Linked DNA regions of Ovis aries: region 2 is linked to region 1. A link is a contact called in public Hi-C data. All regions are on one chromosome and are shown on one strand. The core of a region is the stretch at or near the end of the contact, and the rest is flanking DNA. Distances in the headings are between cores, read along the strand shown. Region 1 holds the start of ARHGAP5 (Rho GTPase activating protein 5). Region 2 has its middle 58 kb from the start of AKAP6.

Region 1 (3,840 bases), core at 784-3,283:
TTAATTATCCAGTGGAGAACAAGTGCTTAAATTTTTTCCTTTTTAGATAAGAAGAGTAGTTGATCCAAGAGAGATTGGTAATATTTACTCTTATCTCTCCAGAGTGTTTCTGTGTGTATGTAAAATGATAAGTTACTTATTTTCTCAAAGTTTTTTTGTTTTGGGTGGGGAGGGTTGGTGTTTAAAGCTGTTTCCCTGAAGGCATGGTTCCTAATCAATTTTAAAATATACCATATTATCCTTGAGTTTTATTTTCTGCTCTTTATAGCCTTTATTTGTATATATCTAAGCATTTATAACCGTAGAAGTTTGACCCCCTTTTTCCATTTTCAGATTTTTATTTATGCAGAAAACTGTACGCTTTCTCTTGCGAGAGGAGCAGATACAAAAATTAAAATGATATAAACTTGTTAGTTATTTGTACTGGTAAGCAGCTCACCAGTGTATTAGTATTAATAAGGAGCAAAGTTGTAAAGTTGACTCCTTAAATCACGATGGATAATATAGAAGGACTAAAGAGTAAAAACAATGTCAGTTATGACAACTATCATTTGAAAACCATGGCTTCCCCCCTTCCCTGTCCCGCTTCATTTTCTTGTGTCTATATTATGAGAAAAAAGAAATTTGAAAAGTCTTTTTTTCTCTCCAGTCTTATGTCCTGATTCTTCGGTATGATGTCCTGGTTTGAAGAAAACAATAATATATAAAGAATGTTAACACCTTTAAAAGCCCTGATTTGACTTTGGTTTGTACTGATACATGCCATGGTTATGAAATTTCTGATTATTTAGGAAATAATTTTTACATTAGGGTGGACACCCTATTATAGTACTTAATACTTCAACATCAAGTATTAAATTATAGCTTTGAATTGGCTTCTCGTACTTTTAGGAACTTTTAATACAAAGGTCAAAAAACGCATTTAAATGCATGGGCTTTCCAACCTGTACAAGTGATGTGTGTATTAAGGCATTAGTACTGCATTTTGATGGGTCCACTCTCTAAAATTTCCTCCTCTCTTTTTCTTCCTTTTTTCTATATTTTCTTTCTTTGCAAGTTTTCTGTAGTGTCCTTTTTCCTTGCCTAGGGTTTATAACTGAAAGAAATAAGTACCTATGTACCTCACTCAACCTATTTGGTACCATTCAGATGCAAGGGAGTGGCTGGAGGAAGTAATTGTAGTCATGCCTTTTTAAAATTAGGGAGCAAGAAACAGAGAAATTAAACATCTCTTCTGCTTCTGTCTATTAAGTTTACCTTAGAGAAATACGGAGTAGAAGGGCAGGGGTATGGAAGAAAGGAACAGGACTTCTGCTGAAATTCTGTGGCAGATTTACAGACAAATATTTTCTAACTGATTTTTACCAAAAGGCAGTTTTGTTTTTCTTTACTGACAGACCCTAAACATACTTCTGGTTGGAAGCAGCTGCATCATTGTAACACTAAAAAGCAACCTTGGCTAACTAAAGTACCTTATGTAACATAAGAAATAAAGAATACTTTAAATTTAAAAGACTTTTTTATATGTTTACTGATGATGAACCGTTTTCAATGCAGGAAATAAATCTACTCCCAAAAAGAAATTGGCCCCCACATTACTTCTTTCTTTTAAACGTAACAAATTGGGGTAGATTTATGTTTTTGCTCATTCATTCTTTCATCTGCCGGCAGCTATTTTAAGAACTATGTGTAAGACAGATTCTGATGACCTTGGGAAAGTCACAAGACCTCAGTTTCTTCAGTGATGAAAGAAAAGACATTTTTCCACCGCCCTTTAACCACGACTCAATGCCAGTGCTCAGATAAGAAATACGCCAAAAGCCCAGGGTACCTCCAAACTTGTGAGATTTCTACGTCTCCAAAAATATTGACTATATTTGAGACAGTATAATAAGAGCCAGGTGACCGATGGTTCCTAAAGGTTTGCTCAGTAGTAGTGTGAGCAGGGGTCTTCTGGGCCACCCCGAATTCAATCCGCCCCATGTCTTGGCATCTCGCTCAATTTCCTTAAGAATGGATTAAACCGAGGGCCTGCCTCCGTCCCTGTGCGGTGTCGACGGAGAAACGGAATCTTCTTGCTCCCATGGAGTTTTGCTTTCTGGGTGAGTACGGCACCAGGTCCCGGGCGGGTGCCGTCTAGTTGGCCAGCGATCCCAGGCAGGAAACTGGCTGCACACGCGGGAGCATGTCCCCGGGAACGAGCTTGGTGCATATATTTTCCTCTCTTGAATTCTTTAATACTCAGACAGCGTAGGCTGATTTATCGAGAATCATTCAGTGCCCATGCGATGTTTTGTAACGGCTAACACAATATCAGGTCCCTTTGCAGTATTGTGGTTTGCTCCCAGTTACGGCCAGAAACCGGAACAGAAGGAAAGGGAGAAAGCAGGGAAGGTTCGGAGACGACAGTGCTCAGAGCTGCATGGTCGGCAGCTTCTAAAGCGTGGAGGATGGGACGGAGGAGGAGCAGAATACGGAGAAAGGGGAAAGCAGAGGAAAAATATTCACGCCAATGGGTAAAAGGGAAAAGGTGAGAAGGAATGGAGTAGGAGAGGGAACCAATGGATGGGAGAGGCGGAGGAAGAAGGGGGAGGGGCAGAAGCCAATGGGGGAGCCGGGACGCGAGCGAGAACGCGGCCCCGCGCGCTCGCTCCCTCCCTCCGGCTCCGGCGCTCGCGCCTTCCCAGGCTCCCGGGAGACGAGGGCAGGGGCGGGGCCCAGCCGGGCGCGCGGCGCGGGAGGCGTCGCGAGGTGAGGGCGGCGGGGGCGGGGGATTGTGGGGAGGACGGTGCGGGTGCGCGCGCGCGCGCCCCGTCGAGGTTGCGCCGCCGCTCCGCCCCCGGCCGGGTGTGTGGCAGCGCGCGCGCGCGCGTGTGCGTTCCGGCGGTGCGCGCCGGGAGAGATGCTGAGGTAAAGTTCGGGAGAGAGGGAGAGATCCGTCAGCGCGAGGGAGCCCGAGTGGCCGCCATTACTGAGCCCGGCGCGGCGGCGGGCGCCGGGGAAGGGGGGAGGGACGGGGCCGCCGCTGGTGGCTGGGAGGGAGGGAGGGTGGGTTACCCGGCCACGGGAGCCGTAGGGCTTGAGGTTTCGGGGCGTGTGTGTTGGGGCGGGCTGGGGGAGGTGGCTGAAGGGACGCGGCGCTCGGTGAGCGCGCCAGGGAAGAGAGGCGAGCAGAGAGTGGAGGAGGAGGCGGCGGCGGGAGCGCTCCCCAGGAATGTCGCTGCCGCCGCCACCACCGGGGCCGCTGCCGTTGAGGAGGAGACGGAGGAGACCGACGGTGTTAGGTAGGACCTTGCGACTCCCCGCTCCTCTGGGCCTGCCCGTTAGCCCCCTCCCCGCCGGGAACCCTCCCGCCGCCCACTGCCCCGCTCGGTCGCCGCCGCCGGTTGTAACCAGTTCAAGGGGCTGGGGCCCCGCCGCCGCGGAGGGGAGCCCGGCGCCGCGCTCTGTCCTCGCAGGCCGGGGCGGGGAGCGGCTGCCGTGGGGGGGAGACGGGCGGCGTGAAGGGCAGAGAGGCCGGGGGAGGGGGCGCTTTCCCCACAGGTGATGGGGCAGGGGTCGGCGGAGGCCTGGTGGTGGCCAGAGTCCGCTCCAGCCCGCCGCCCTCACTTGCCCTGGTCTCGGATGGTGCGTGGGGGAGGAAGGTGGCGGTGTCTATTAGCCAGGCGGCTGCTGTTAACGAGTTCCACCTGGAAGGGGAGAGGTAGGGTGGGCGCATATTCGCGGAGACGCAGTCTTCATTGCAAACTTGAGCGCCTTTCTGGGGGATCGGCCCTTTCACTTTTTCCCCCTAGCTTCCCCCGGACCCTGGGTTCTGTTCACCAATTTCTTGTCTGCTCC
Region 2 (3,840 bases), core at 837-3,336, 150 kb after region 1:
CTGCAAAGGGGCCAAAGCATTTTTCCAAACAGTTAAGCAGTGGTTTAAAGGCTGCTAAAATGTAGAATTGGAGAAGGCAATGGCAGCCCACTCTAGTACTCTCACCTGGAAAGTCCCATGGACGGAGAAGCCTGGTGGGCTGCAGTCCATGGGATCACTAAGAGTCGGACATGACTGGGTGACTTTACTTTCACTTTTCACTTTCATGCATTAGAGAAGGAAATGGCAACCCACTCCAGTGTTCTTGCCTGGAGAATCCCAGGGATAGGTGAGCCTGGTGGGCTGCCGTCTATGGGGTCGCACAGAATTGGACACGACTGAAGTGACTTAGCAGCAAAATGTAGACTGATAGGTATTGCCTGACAGCAGAGTTTCGATTAAAGGAACTAGACTTAAGTATAAGAGGAAGCAAAGAGTGGGTAGAGATGGACTCTAGAGAAGATGGAAGAGGGATGCTCCCTTCCTTCATTTTGTTCATCACGCAAATATTTATTGTTGAGCTAGTATTCAGTGAGAATTCTGTTCTAAGTACTGGGAATGAATTCATACTAGGTGTGAATAAAAGGGAGTCCCTACCTTCACGGTGCTTGTATTCTTCGTGGTTGCCTAATGGTCCCATAGCTCCATGCTCCGTGCTTACGTTTTTTAAGCATAGTCTGTTTACAGGCAGAATGTGATTTGAGGGCATGGAAAGTACCTACTGTTCAAGATCGTGTCTGCTCCAACTGGTCTTTCCTGAACTTTCCAAACCAAAACCCCTTCAACAAAGATCTGTTTTCCGAGAGAAGTAATAACGAAGTCAGATACTTTGGCCCCACAGTTCTTGTCTGGAGAAAATGAACAATCTGATAAGACCTGGAGGGATGGGGATAACTCTGGCACCAGCCAACTGTGGCCTGAGGGAGTTTATTTTTCAGAGCCAGGGTTTCCTCATCTTTGGAAACAGCGATATTAATTCCTCTGTCAGAGCCTTTCTGGCTCTAATATTCTCTTTTGCATGGCAGGCATCATCCTGGAAAGCACTGAGTGTGGTGCGTCCCTGGGAGCACTGGGTATTTGTTTGGCAGTACTTGGGGCAGGACCAGATAGACTCTGAAAAAAAAGGAGATTGTGGAGAAGGAGCATGATTTGAAAGTCAAATTTAGGCTATTTAAAAAATGTTTCTAGGGCATATATTCCTGGGACCATTTTCTGACTAGAAGTTGCCTAGAAGGGAGGGTGGTAGTATAGATATGTTTGTTGCAGATTTTTTTTGGAAGCTTAATTACTGGCACTTTTGAGGATACTAATGAATTTTTTCAAAGATTCTCTACAAAACTCATGGTCATAGATCTGACCTCTGAGCTGCAGCTGCTGCTGTAAAGAGCTTTAGGATTTTCTTGTAGTGTGGAGTACTTTCTCTTTAACTCTGCTGTTCAGGATAGAAATGGAGTACCACAGGCTGGTAGTCTTTGAATCCTAGAGAGCAAGTGACCTACTTACTTACTATTGTGTCTGAAATATTCAATTAGAGCATATTTTAGGAAATACTTTTTTTAGCTTGGAACATGATTTTTCTTTTGTGAAAACACACTCCAGTAGAGACACAAGATTCGTTTTCTTGGCTGTTCTGACCCACCGTGTCAGAAGTAACTTCGGATACTGTATGACTTCTCTCCTTGGAAAGAGGCAATGTAAAATCCATCAGCTTCTTTAGTAAAGACAGTTCATAACTGTACTTTTATAGGCACATGTGATAAAAATTAATTAAACAGATTAACAAAAGCTTTCGGTTTAGAATTTTAAAAATACATGAATTATTTGCTAGACTTTTCTAACATCTTGAAGCTGTTGATCCTGGTCCTTGCAGTTTATGGGTCAAGCTTTCTTTGCCTTGTGGCCTTTCCCTTTGCAGAGAGTTTCAGCCTTTCTGTGAAGTACTGTGTAAACAGGTTTCTGGATGAAGTGTGGGTGGGACTTTTTTCTTTGTGAAATTTCTTCTTTTAAGACTTAAAGAAATCATACCCGGGACCAACCAAGAGGCACAAGCCCCGGGTGGCTTTGGAGTTTTCTATGTGTGTGTTCTGCCATCTGCTGGAAAAGGATGACCAAGCTGCAGTGTGGAAGAGGGTGCGCACTCCTGCCCCCTCCATCCCTCTCCCAGGGCTGCGCAGAGGGCACAGCAGAGCTTGTAAGTCGCCAGGACGCACTTGTTTTTCTGTTGGATCCCCTTAACTCATACGTGGGGTTATCTCTCAGGGATTTCCCTACCAGTCTGCCGAGGTGAGGGCCAAGCCACTTTCGGAGCCTGCATCACGGGATCCTCTGGCCTCATTCTTTGGGTACACAGTACGTTCTGGGATTGCCGTGAAGTACTTTTCACTGGTTTAAATTGGAACAAAACAGAACATTCAGTCTGAGTAGGGGGCAGGGTGTGATGTTAGTAGGCTGATATGTTTAGGAAAGGTCAACCCTTTTTCTCTGAGATCATAGTCTCCCTCCTTTCTGGTATTCAAATGCCCTTTTACAAAATGACAGTAATAGATGAGAGTTATCATCTCAAGCATTTATTTGCAGGGTGAAAGTAAAAGTTAGCAACTGTGAGTCAGTTTTTAAAAACATTTTCTTATGTCTGTGAGATCCCAAAGTCTGGGTTTGCTACTCCCTGTGGTCACCTTACTAGAGTAGAAAAGTAAGGTCAACAATCCTCAGCAGTAACTTCCATATTTTCCCTGGCAAATCCTCCATGGATTTTTCTGTGCTGTGACCCACATAGAGACACAAAAATAATAGCATGGTAGAATGAGGATAATGTCTCCGCACTAACTGGGTCGCTGCTTTATAGATGGATTTTGGTCTATAGTAAATGCTTGGCCTTGTTTCACACCCCTTTGGATCATTTTCTTCCTCTGGAGTTCTCCATGGGATGTGACCTTCCTGGCTGGATGTGTCTGTGAGACTCCCCTGGGGAAAGACTTCGATTTTTGGCCGCCAAATCCTCAAGGCAACGGGGACAGGATGTGAAAGCCCAACCTTCCTGTTTCTTCTTAAGATTTCTCAGAGGCTTATAATCCTTTCAGAAGATTTTTAAATGGAAATATGACATTTTGATATCTATTAGTTAGACGATTCTAGTAACTGAAGTAATGAAACTGACCTTCTTCTTTATTAAGGTTTATACTTATGGAAACATATGATTTTCCCCCAGTATGTTTTAAAGCATTAATTCAAATAAAATTATAAAGATTAAAGAAAAAAATATAAGTGAAGCTGCTCTAATTAAGGCAGGTTTGGTATTTGGCTCTGTGGACCCTGAATTGAAAATTGCTAGTGTGTAAAAATTGAATAGAAATTTATTTTTGAGGATTATTTAGCTAAGAGGGCAGATAGTTGAGATCTGAGTAGGTGGAGCCTGGGAAAGTAAGTTTGTACAGAAGCCAGAACACGTGGTGTCTTCATTGGAAATAGATGTTCCCAGAGAATAAACTTTTTTGTATATTTATCTGTTGATAACAACTGCTTCTGAATGAGCAAGGACTTTCAAAATTGCAGGGTATGAGTTTCCTATGGACACACACAGAGGCTTGTGACCTAGAGGCCATGTGAAGAAGGTGGAACAATCCTCCCCAGTTACGTTTTCATGGGCCAGATTGTTAGAAACATGTCCAAGAAGTGATTTCATAAAACTTTGGAAAATTGGCTGAAAACCCTGGCAGATCTGTATCATCTGGTAAATATTTAGGACCTAGTGTATATTATTTTCAAGGAAAGGAAATAAACTGTAGGAAAAAATTTCTTCAGCAAAAACAAAACACTACAGGACTGTTAGCTTTTAAATTAGAATTCTTTTTTTCCAAGGGT

The links. A called contact is a pair of places that touch in the nucleus more often than the background predicts.
Region 2: a Hi-C map of hypothalamus shows a contact between it and region 1, with 2.2 times the contacts expected there. The contact joins the enhancer-like site here to the promoter of ARHGAP5 in region 1. A contact is called at or near these places in 3 of 16 Hi-C or Micro-C datasets (hypothalamus, liver and tail adipose tissue).

What each region holds. Positions count from the first base shown.
Region 1 is chr18:40,266,415-40,270,254 of ARS-UI_Ramb_v3.0, forward strand. ARHGAP5 (Rho GTPase activating protein 5) reads left to right here and starts at 2,034. Exons shown (of 7, transcript XM_060401788.1): 1 at 2,034-2,102.
Region 2 is chr18:40,415,760-40,419,599 of ARS-UI_Ramb_v3.0, forward strand. No RefSeq gene overlaps it. Among named protein-coding and RNA genes, the nearest start is that of AKAP6, 58 kb to the right of the region's middle. Within about 2 kb of position 2,087, at least 16 of the 54 cell types and tissues checked have an H3K27ac peak or open chromatin away from gene starts, as enhancers often do. A contact at or near this core is called in hypothalamus, where this site is marked.